Linked DNA regions of Hordeum vulgare: region 2 is linked to region 1. The links are chromatin contacts, called in public Hi-C maps. All regions are on one chromosome and are shown on one strand. Each heading gives the region's core, a stretch centred on a gene start, on an enhancer-like site or on the middle of the called end of the contact. The rest is flanking DNA. Distances are from core to core; before and after follow the strand shown.

Region 1 (4,905 bases), core at 1,778-4,277:
ACTTGCCGGTAAACGAGATTGAAATAGGTATGCGGATACTGACGATCGAATCTCGGGCAAGTAACATACCGAAGGACAAAGGGAATGACATACGGGATTATACGAATCCTTGGCACTGAGGTTCAAACGATAAGATCTTCGTAGAATATGTAGGATCCAATATGGGCATCCAGGTCCCGCTGTTGGATATTGACCGAGGAGTCTCTCGGGTCATGTCTACATAGTTCTCGAACCCGCAGGGTCTGCACACTTAAGGTTCGACGTTGTTTTATGCGTATTTGAGTTATATGGTTGGTTACCGAATGTTGTTCGGAGTCCCGGATGAGATCACGGACGTCACGAGGGTTTCCGGAATAGTCCGGAAACGAAGATTGATATATAGGATGGCCTCATTTGATTACCGGAAGGTTTTCGGAGTTACCGGGAATGTACCGGGAATGACGAATGGGTTCCGGGAGTTCACCGGAGGGGGCAACCCACTCCGGGGAAGCCCATAGGCATTTGGGGGGGTCACACCAGCCCTTAGTGGGCTGGTGGGACAGCCCACCAATCCCCTATGCGCCAAGGGAGAAAAAATCAAAGGAAAGGAAAAAAAAAGGAAGAAGTGGGAAGGGGGAAGGACTCCCTCCCACCAAACCAAGTAGGACTCGGTTTGGGGGGGGGGGAGAGTCCTCCCCCCTGGCTCGGCCGACCCCTTGGGGATCCCTTGGACCCCAAGGCAAGGTCCCCCTCCCTCCTCCTATATATATGGGGCTTTTAGGGCAGATTTGAGACGACTTTCTCACGGCTGCCCGACCACATACCTCCATAGTTTTTCCTCTAGATCGTGTTTCTGCGGAGCTCGGGCGGAGCCCTGCTGAGACAAGATCATCACCAACCTCCGGAGCGCCGTCACGCTGCCGGAGAACTCTTCTACCTCTCCGTCTCTCTTGCTGGATCAAGAAGGCCGAGATCATCGTCGAGTTGTACGTGTGCTGAACGCGGAGGTGCCGTCCGTTCGGTACTAGATCGTGGGACTGATCGCGGGATTGTTCGCAGGGCGGATCGAGGGACGTGAGGACGTTCCACTACATCAACCGCGTTCTCTAACGCTTCTGCTGTACGATCTACAAGGGTATGTAGATCACTCATCCCCTCTCGTAGATGGACATCACCATGATAGGTCTTCGTGCGCGTAGGAAAATTTTTGTTTTCCATGCGACGTTTCCCAACAACGGGTTTATCCGCAGTGCCATGAATTTGGCAGGGCCTATCAATGATTATGTCCACGGGAGACGGGCCATTCCTTCTTCCCTTTGAAGGTATTCTTCTTCTGGTTGTTGCGTTTGTTGCTGAATCCATCATTGATTTATGTTTCTTCAACATTATTGTTGTTGCTATTTTTATGTCAGTGTTTGTTATTTTTGTTGCGCCGAGGCTTTCCATTCTCACCACGGACTTCAGAGGTGTCGGGGTAACCGTCATTAGTATTACTGCAAGCCAACCATCTGTCTTCTCCGGCACAAAACCGAGTCATGAGAAAGATAAATGCTGCAACCATGATGGATAAATGCTACAAGCATTATACAAATTTGCTACATCCATCGTTCTGTTTTGTTGTAACTATATTTTTTTTTTGCTATCGCCGACAACTTTTTTTGCTTCACATGAGGCGAGATGTTGGTGATGGGTTGCTGCAAACCACGATGTCAACAGCGAGCGCGGCGAGCAGGCTGACGATGGGGACGATGATGACGAGCGTGGGGAGCCCGGGGGGCTACCCGCATACGGCGGCGCATGCGAGATGTATGGGAGGCGGGGATCGGGATGTTGGCTGAGCTGCGTGAGGTACGACCGACGCGAGTCTCTGGGCCGGCGCGCCGGCGTCCGCCGTAAAAATATACATCGACGAAGCATTTAAACCCAAGCCAGTGTAGATAAAATCAAAATGAAACAACTGAACATAATAACCTGTTAGAGAGAAGGAAAAAAGCAGTTAATCTTACGAGTGGCGAAATGACGAGTGACGAGGTTATCGGATCGGACAGGGTCAGCTCCAAACGACAGCAACTGTTCGGCCCGCCGGTCCGCTGCTTGTTCGCTACGAGAGCACGCACAGAGCGCATGGCCATCCATGCCTCGGCTGAGTGTGCCTCTGCCTGCCGCTACCGGTGTGTCTAGTGTGGCCAAACCGCGTCGGTAAAAGCGGCACCCCGTTCTGCCTGGCCGGCCATGGCACTGGCCATGTGGTTGAGCACTGTGCGTCGCAGCTGGCCTGCGCGTGCTGCACCACTGCTCCAAATTTGCCGATGTGGCCATCGTCTCCGGTGAGGTCGAGAGAAATTCTCGGTGGCCATAGGCCTATTGCCGCGCATCTTGAAATGCTTCCGCTGCTATTAATGTACTCCAGTGACATCGGTTTTGCTGTTCGTTTGCAGTGACATCGGTTTTGCAGCTCCATGTCTAGTACTCCCACATTTTAGTTATTTCACTAGGAGACTACATAGGAAGTAAAATGAGTGAATCTATACTTTAAAATATGTCTATGTACATCCGTATGTAGTTTATAGTACAATCTTTAAAAGGTCTTATATTTAGGAACGGAGGGATTACTATACTCACTCCTTTCTGGTTCATATGGCTCATCTTCAAAATTTCAGATTTTCATTATACTAGGCTCATTTTGAGTCTAGTTGAGTTAAATGCTTTAAGTCTCACATCATATTTAATTCGTAGAGATAAGGGAAAGCAAATTAGTGACCGTGCATGCATCTTTTTTAGTACATGCATCATGCAAGTCCAATAAAAAAAAAGATGCTACATTTATTGCCTTGAAAATTGAATATGTGAGAAACATTTCATTAGCTAGTTAGAACTAGGGTCATCCATTCACAATTCATCTTAGTTGATGAGATTTTAGATTTAAACCCTATAAACCATCACAATTCACCTTAGTTGATGAGATTTTAGATTTAAACCCTATAAACCAGAAAGGAGGGAGTATCAGTGATCATGGATGGTTGCATCTTGAAAGCCGTCGTCCATTCATGAATGCAGAGAGCGCAGTACCAAATTTTGCCAAAGATCTCTCCAGTCTAAAACAAGATTAACCTTGTTGGACAGGACCAGAGCTCGAGTACCAAATTAATTAAACCATGTGTGCTGGTCGGGCCCTCCTGCAATCACAAGCCCTTCATTTCCTCGCACCGTACATGCATATATATATATATATATCCACGAGACTGTCGACGTTGCTATAAAACGTGACGCTCCTCCATTCCAATCTCCTTCGCCCGCTCGCACCGACACGCACCACGGCCCCTGTCCGTCACGCTCGGCCCCGCTCACTCCCACTCCCACTCCCACTCCCACGGTAGTGATCCCACCACCGCGGAATGCCACCTCCGACACCAAGAACCAAGCGACGGGAAGCGGCCAGGCTCCTCCTCCTCGCCACCTTCCTCCCCCTCCTCCTCCTCACATTCCTCTTCGCCCAGACCGCATTCGCCGCCGACGCCGACCACGACGGCGGCCACCACCACGAGCGCACGCTCCTCGACGCCAATGCGGACGCCGAGCACGCGGCGGCCGTGGACCGGCATTGCGCGGGCATGCTGCACCGGGAGGTCTGCGCGTCGGCGCTGGCCGGCGTCGAGGGGCTGGCGCAGAAGCCGCTCGGGGACGTGATCTCGTTGGTGGTGGGGCGCGCGGCGTCGGCGGTGCGGTCCGCCGCGTCCAACTGCACGTCCTACCTGGCGCGCCCGCACCGGCTGCGCCTCCGCGACCGCCTCGCGCTGTCCGACTGCCAGGAGCTGTTCGGGCACACGCTGAGCCAGCTCGGCACGGCGGCGGCCGAGCTCTCTGCCGGGAACCGCACGGCGGAGGACTCCGTCGCGGGCCTGCAGACGGTGCTGTCGGCGGCCATGACGAACCAGTACACCTGCCTGGAGGGGTTCGCGGGGCCGTCGGCGTCGGAGGACGGCCGCGTGCGGCCCTACATCCAGGGCCGCATCTACCACGTCGCCCACCTCGTGTCCAACTCGCTCGCCATGGTCCGCCGCCTCCCGCAGCGCCGCCGCGGGCGCGCCCTCCGCTCGAGAACCACAAGAAGAACCACGGGCGAGGAGGTGTTCGAGGGGTACGGGCCGGTGCGGCGCGGGTTCCCGGCGTGGGTGGCGGCGGCGGACCGGAGGCGGCTGCTCCAGGAGAGCGTGCCGGACCTGGTGGTGGCCAAGGACGGGAGCGGCAACTTCACGACGGTGACGGAGGCGGTGGCGGCGGCGCCCAACAACAGCGCGACGCGGTACGTGATCCACATCAAGGCCGGGGGCTACTTCGAGAACGTGGAGGTGGGCAGCGACAAGACCAACATCATGTTCGTCGGCGACGGCATGTGGAAGACCGTCATCAAGGCCAGCCGCAACGTCGTCGACAACTACACCACCTTCCGCTCCGCCACGCTAGGTACGCCACGCGAGCCCGCCCACGTCCGTGCAGACATAGTCAATCAAATCACTTCAGTGTTCGCCACATAATAAACACGAACAGTGGCCTGGCTACACGGTCGGTCGCGCAGTGTTCGCCACGAGCCGATGTCGGCATGCCGACGCCGGCATCGGCATGGTGAGGATGCATATGCACGCGCACGGCGCGGCTTGGTGGTTTGCGTGGGATGCGGCTCGTGACGGAGCGTCCGTCCGCGGTACACTGATCACGAGTGTCATCGGTCAGGTAGCAACGGGGAACAGGGCCTGCTTCTATTACTTCTTCTACTAGCACATAGCGTAGCGTACTAGGTGCATGCAGGGACTGGACCACGCCGGACAAATAGTTACGGACAAATGCGGGAGATAATTGGATTTGGTGCCGCTCGCTATACTGCTAGCTCGTGCCCACAAATCGGCCGGTCGAATAGCTGACGGTTCA
Region 2 (4,905 bases), core at 1,693-4,192, 230 kb after region 1:
ACTTACAGCATGTGTGGCGGCGCGATCATCTCCGACTTCATCCCGGAGCGAGACCACCGCGGCGGCGGCAAGCGGGGCCCCTCCACCGCCGACTTCTGGACGCACGCCGCCGCCACCGAGTTCGACGACCCTACCGACCACCACTACTTCTACCCCGACGACCTGACCGGCGCCGGCGCCTGCACGTTCCCACCCGAGCACCAAGGTACGTGCCGCGTACGCGCAGCAGAGGAGCCGAGCAGGAAGCGGGAGCGCAAGACGATGTACCGCGGCATCCGGCGGCGGCCGTGGGGCAAGTGGGCGGCGGAGATCCGCGACCCGGCCAAGGGCGCGCGCGTCTGGCTCGGCACCTTCGCCACCGCCGAGGGCGCCGCGCGCGCCTACGACCGCGCCGCACGCCGCATCCGCGGGACCAAGGCCAAGGTCAACTTCCCCAACGAGGACCCGCCGCTCGACCTGGACGACTACGACCTTCTCAACGGCGGCTACAACGTGGCCGCCTTCTTCCACCAGCCGTTCATGGCCGACGGCGCCGCGCCGGCGACCTCGGCGCCGGAGGTGGCGTACGTGCCGCAGCTCTGGAGCTTTGACAGCATCAACACTCAAGTGCCTATGTGATAGATATAAAATGGTCTCTTCTGCGTGTAATATTGCGTTTGCCTAATTATTATTCAGCATATGATGAATTATTTTTGTTTTTTTTACGGCAACTGTCTCCGTGTACCAGCAAATACATCCTCGTGGCCAATTTATCGTCAAACGTAAATGATGCATTACATTTGAAAACTATAACATCGCAATAATGAGCACAAGCGGCAGAACACAAACCTCACTGCCAAACAGAGAGAAATTTTGGTGCTAGAAATGATATTCATAACTGGCTTGCAAGCATGGTCTCAAGTTGCAAAACAACGAAACACGAATTAACTGGTTCTGAGAACTCATTGACACAGGACACTGACATCTAAAGCGGTATGATTCTGGTACCCAAAAAGGTGATGATAATAAACCGATAACAGCAAAATACGACACGAGGGTGCCCAAAATTCCACAGCTTAAACCTTGAAGCCCCTGCTGTTCCTCCTTCCTCTTGCCTTCTCGAATTTCCTGCCCTTGGAGCGGACATATGGCTTGGTGTGGCTGTGTGGCACTCCTGGAGCTTTGCCAAAGTGCCTAACAGCTTCCCTGGCGTTCTTGGGACCCCTCAGGAGAAGCTATAAAGAAAAATGTAAATTGTTAAAATGATTGTACATGGCATTCTCATGAATATAAGCCTCAAAGGCATGCAGCTAATACTGAGGCTCATCGGCTCATCGCTGATTTATGGGAAGGGAGGAACCATCATCATACCACACCTTGGCACATCTCAAAAGAGAAGGAAAAGGATATCATAAATTGGAGAAAATGTCTCTACATAAGTACAATGTCAAAATTTCTAGCATCAGTAAGCATGTACTAAAGACAAAGCACCATAGTGACAATACAATGAAATCATACAGATAAAGTCACGAAGGAACAGTGCAAGAATCTACACACTGATTATCATGTATGTATGAATCAATACACATTTACATTAATGTTTATGCAAAGAGAACAGATTCAAGTTTGAAACAACTCTTAAACAAAGGAAAACATAGGGCATAAAGACTTTTAACCAATAATGCAACTACTACCAATAAAATAAGCATACGCACCATATTTGAAGTTAAGCTTGACTTTCTTTGCGAAAAGATATAGTAGTTTAACAATCATCAATGACTTAGTTTTGGTTTGAAATTGGACACCAGCTGTCCAGCACAACCATGAAAAAAGTGCAATGTACGTACACCATACAGATTTAGACAGGTATATCAACTTTGTTTACATGTACTCTTAACACCTGACAAGAGGGTAACCGATGAATCATCAGAAAAATAATAGATTGTTCCTTGAATACCCTACCACAACCTACACATACAAGTCTCTCTGTAACACAAGATGAGCATGAAAAATAAACTTGGTTTTCTCCACCTACAGGAGTCTTGCATACTTAATAGTACAAACTAAAAGAATTACATGCTTCAGTTGTAAATCTTTGGATACCAACTCGTGTAATAAGGAATGCATCAAACAGCACTATTAGCAAATACAGTACCTAAAGAAAAGGAGAAGTCAAACCATACCGTGTTCTGTCCAAGCGGAGCACGGAGGGCGAGCTGGTCAAAGGTAAGGCACTCGCCACCAGCGTTGACAATCCTGGCCCTCGCCGTCTCGGTGAACCTGAGCGCGGCCACCTTCATTGCCGGTATCTCGTAGACCCTCTGGTCATCGGTGATGGTGCCCACGATCACAGCGATCTTGTCCGCCTACACCCGCACAACCACAAACGCCGCCCAGGTAAGCTTCACATCGATTCATCCAGCCCGAAGATTAAGAAAAAATGGCACAGCGAGAGAGAGAGAGAGAGGGATACCTTCCCATCCATGAACCTGACGAGGCGGCGCATCGAGAGCGGCGGCCGGTTTGTCTTGCTCATGAAGAGCCGCTTCAGGATCACGGCGTTGAACTGGCTCTTGGTCCTCCGCACCAGGAAGCGGTAGAGCTACGAACAGGAAAGCGAATTGCGGTAAATCTGAATCCCTGAGACGGGGATTACGCGGTAACACCGGATCGATGGGGGACTGACCTTGACGAGCAGCTTGAGGTACACATCGTCCGACTTGGGCGCCGTGCGCTTGGTCCTCTTGTTGCGGCCGCCGGCGACGAGGTCGATACCCTGGGTGCGACGGGAACGGACGGTGTGAGCCTTGCGTAGAGTTCAGGGGAGAACGACGAGGAGGGAGAGGGGTAAGAGATTACCATGGTTCCGCGGTGGTGGATGCAGCAGCGGCGAGGGTCGAGGCGGCAGCGGCGGCGGCGGGACGGGTGCTAGGGTTTTGGATGGAATGAGATGTGGAGTCTAAATATGGTGTGGACGGAGAGTTATTTGGGCTGGGCCTAAATTGGTGGTCTTTGTTTCTTTCGTTTTAGCCCAAATAAGCCTGCCTCTGCCTTAACGGATGAAAGGTTGGTATCGGGGACGAGGGTTTTGTTAATCGTGCAGCCGGAAAACCCTATTTGCCACTCTTTGTTTCTGTTTTTAAAAATGTTTCTGTTTGTAAATTAATCTTTTTACAAAGTTTAAAAATGTTTGTCTTTCACAAATCACTTGGGTATTTTTTTTTAAATAAACGTGTTCAAAATTCTAAAAATATATCGGATCTGGACTGGATGTTGCTGACTTGCTTCTTAAAGTTTTACGCTCCTCTATGTTTAATAATCTTACGTAGCTCAACCGGTAGTATTTCATGGTATGTTGATTGAGACCATGTGTCTTCATTCTATGAGATGGCGGTTCTAATTTTTAGCTTTTATGAGCAGTACGACTCACCGCCGACCGTCTCCTTCACGGGTCGGCTCAGGCAAAGACCCGACTATGCGAAACTGTGACTATTTGCCGTAAAATGCGGCGCATAGGAGCTTCCGCTGTAGTCGTCACTATTGCAAGGTAATTTTTCATCCCCTCGCCTCTGGCTGTCATTTTGGCGTTGGAGAGGTGAGTGATCTTGCATCTTTAAGAGTGTTACTTTTTTGACATCGTCTAGTGATTATTGTATGTTGTGAGAATAGATTATTTTCAATTTTTTGTTGTACCATGACGTTAGAGAGTTTTCAGTCCTCGCAGATTCAATTATTCGGGTCTAATAAGGTTAGGTTGGTGTGTCAAACCTTTTTTGGGGGTTTGGTTCTTTGTGAAGTTGAAATTTTACATCAACACTATGTTGAAGATATTGTGATCCAACGTTCTGCATTCCCAGGGGATCATCCCCGGCCCAAGTATGTTCATTGATGAAGACCTTCCATCTTTCTGGATGGATGACTCAAGTCGCCTTAAAATATCATCATTGGTAATGTTTTGTGGCTGAAACAGTAACAACATCGTTGCTCCAGTCCAATTACAACCTCTCTAGCGAAGTTTTTTGAGTATCTCTTCAAGCATAGATTGATACAACGAAGAAGGTGCTTTCAAGGAATCTCACTGTAATTTTTAGTCATATGAGTTACTTTGTATTTTTTAGGTCTTAGGTTCATATCAATGTATCTGTAACTGTTACGAGTATGAATAAATTTATAGGTGTTTCTAAACAAACGGATGAAGGGATTTTCTATTTATAGGGTGTGGTGTTGTGAGTGTGGTCTTTTTTTCTGAAGGAAATGCCATCATGGCTGACTTTAGTGCGACTCTAAAGTAAAACAAAACTAATAAGTGTATACGTACAATGCATGTCTTGAGAAATGCATGCACGAGTTAAATTGAGTATTGTGTAATAATATTAAAATAGTGATGTGTCCGTCCGAGATAATGGTTTTAGTTTTTACCATTAAAACGGCAATGGCGTATGTGTAAAAAAAAATAGAGATAATGTGTTTGAATTCAAAAACATGTCTATTTTAATCTTACATTATTCTACGGTTTTGTTATTTATTTATTTTAAAAAGGCACAAAGGGAGTTAGGTAAGGAGAAAGTACTTCTTGTAGCTATTTATTTTGCCTTTGTTTTAGGGGTTGGCAGCTCTTAGATTTGACCATTCTCAGTCGTCCGATGAAGCAGAACTAAAAGCTTTATTGCAACTTAATAATGATTTGATCATCAATGAGAAATGTAGCAATAAAACTAGGGAAATCTTCGATTCGAATGGAAGGTTCAGATTTGGACTCCCTAGCTAAACTATGTGCAACTTCTCGAAGAGTCTGCACAAAATGGGAACAAATGAAGGATACACTTGTACTTACAATCAACATTTATGCAACTTTTATAGGTTGTTTCAATAAGGACCAACGATTTGTCTCATCTACTCCCTCCGTTTCTAAATATAAGTCCTTTT

Evidence for each region. Hi-C and Micro-C count contacts between places; a contact is called where the count stands out from the background.
Region 2: a contact with region 1 is called in a Hi-C map of leaf, with 6 times the contacts expected there. The contact joins the promoter of LOC123424740 here to the promoter of LOC123424738 in region 1. A contact is called at or near these places in 1 of 6 Hi-C or Micro-C datasets (leaf) and 1 of 1 datasets of contacts at active chromatin or transcription factors (embryo).

What each region holds. Positions count from the first base shown.
Region 1 is chr2H:42,188,999-42,193,903 of MorexV3_pseudomolecules_assembly, forward strand. LOC123424738 (pectinesterase-like) reads left to right here and starts at 3,028. Exons shown (of 2, transcript XM_045108413.1): 1 at 3,028-4,443. The coding sequence starts at 3,375.
Region 2 is chr2H:42,416,160-42,421,064 of MorexV3_pseudomolecules_assembly, forward strand. LOC123424740 (60S ribosomal protein L18-2-like) reads right to left here and starts at 2,943. Exons shown (of 5, transcript XM_045108415.1): 1 at 2,839-2,943; 2 at 2,666-2,755; 3 at 2,453-2,581; 4 at 2,163-2,345; 5 at 844-1,214. The coding sequence starts at 2,841. The coding sequence ends at 1,056. LOC123424739 reads left to right here. Exons shown (of 1, transcript XM_045108414.1): 1 at 1-1,009. The coding sequence ends at 618.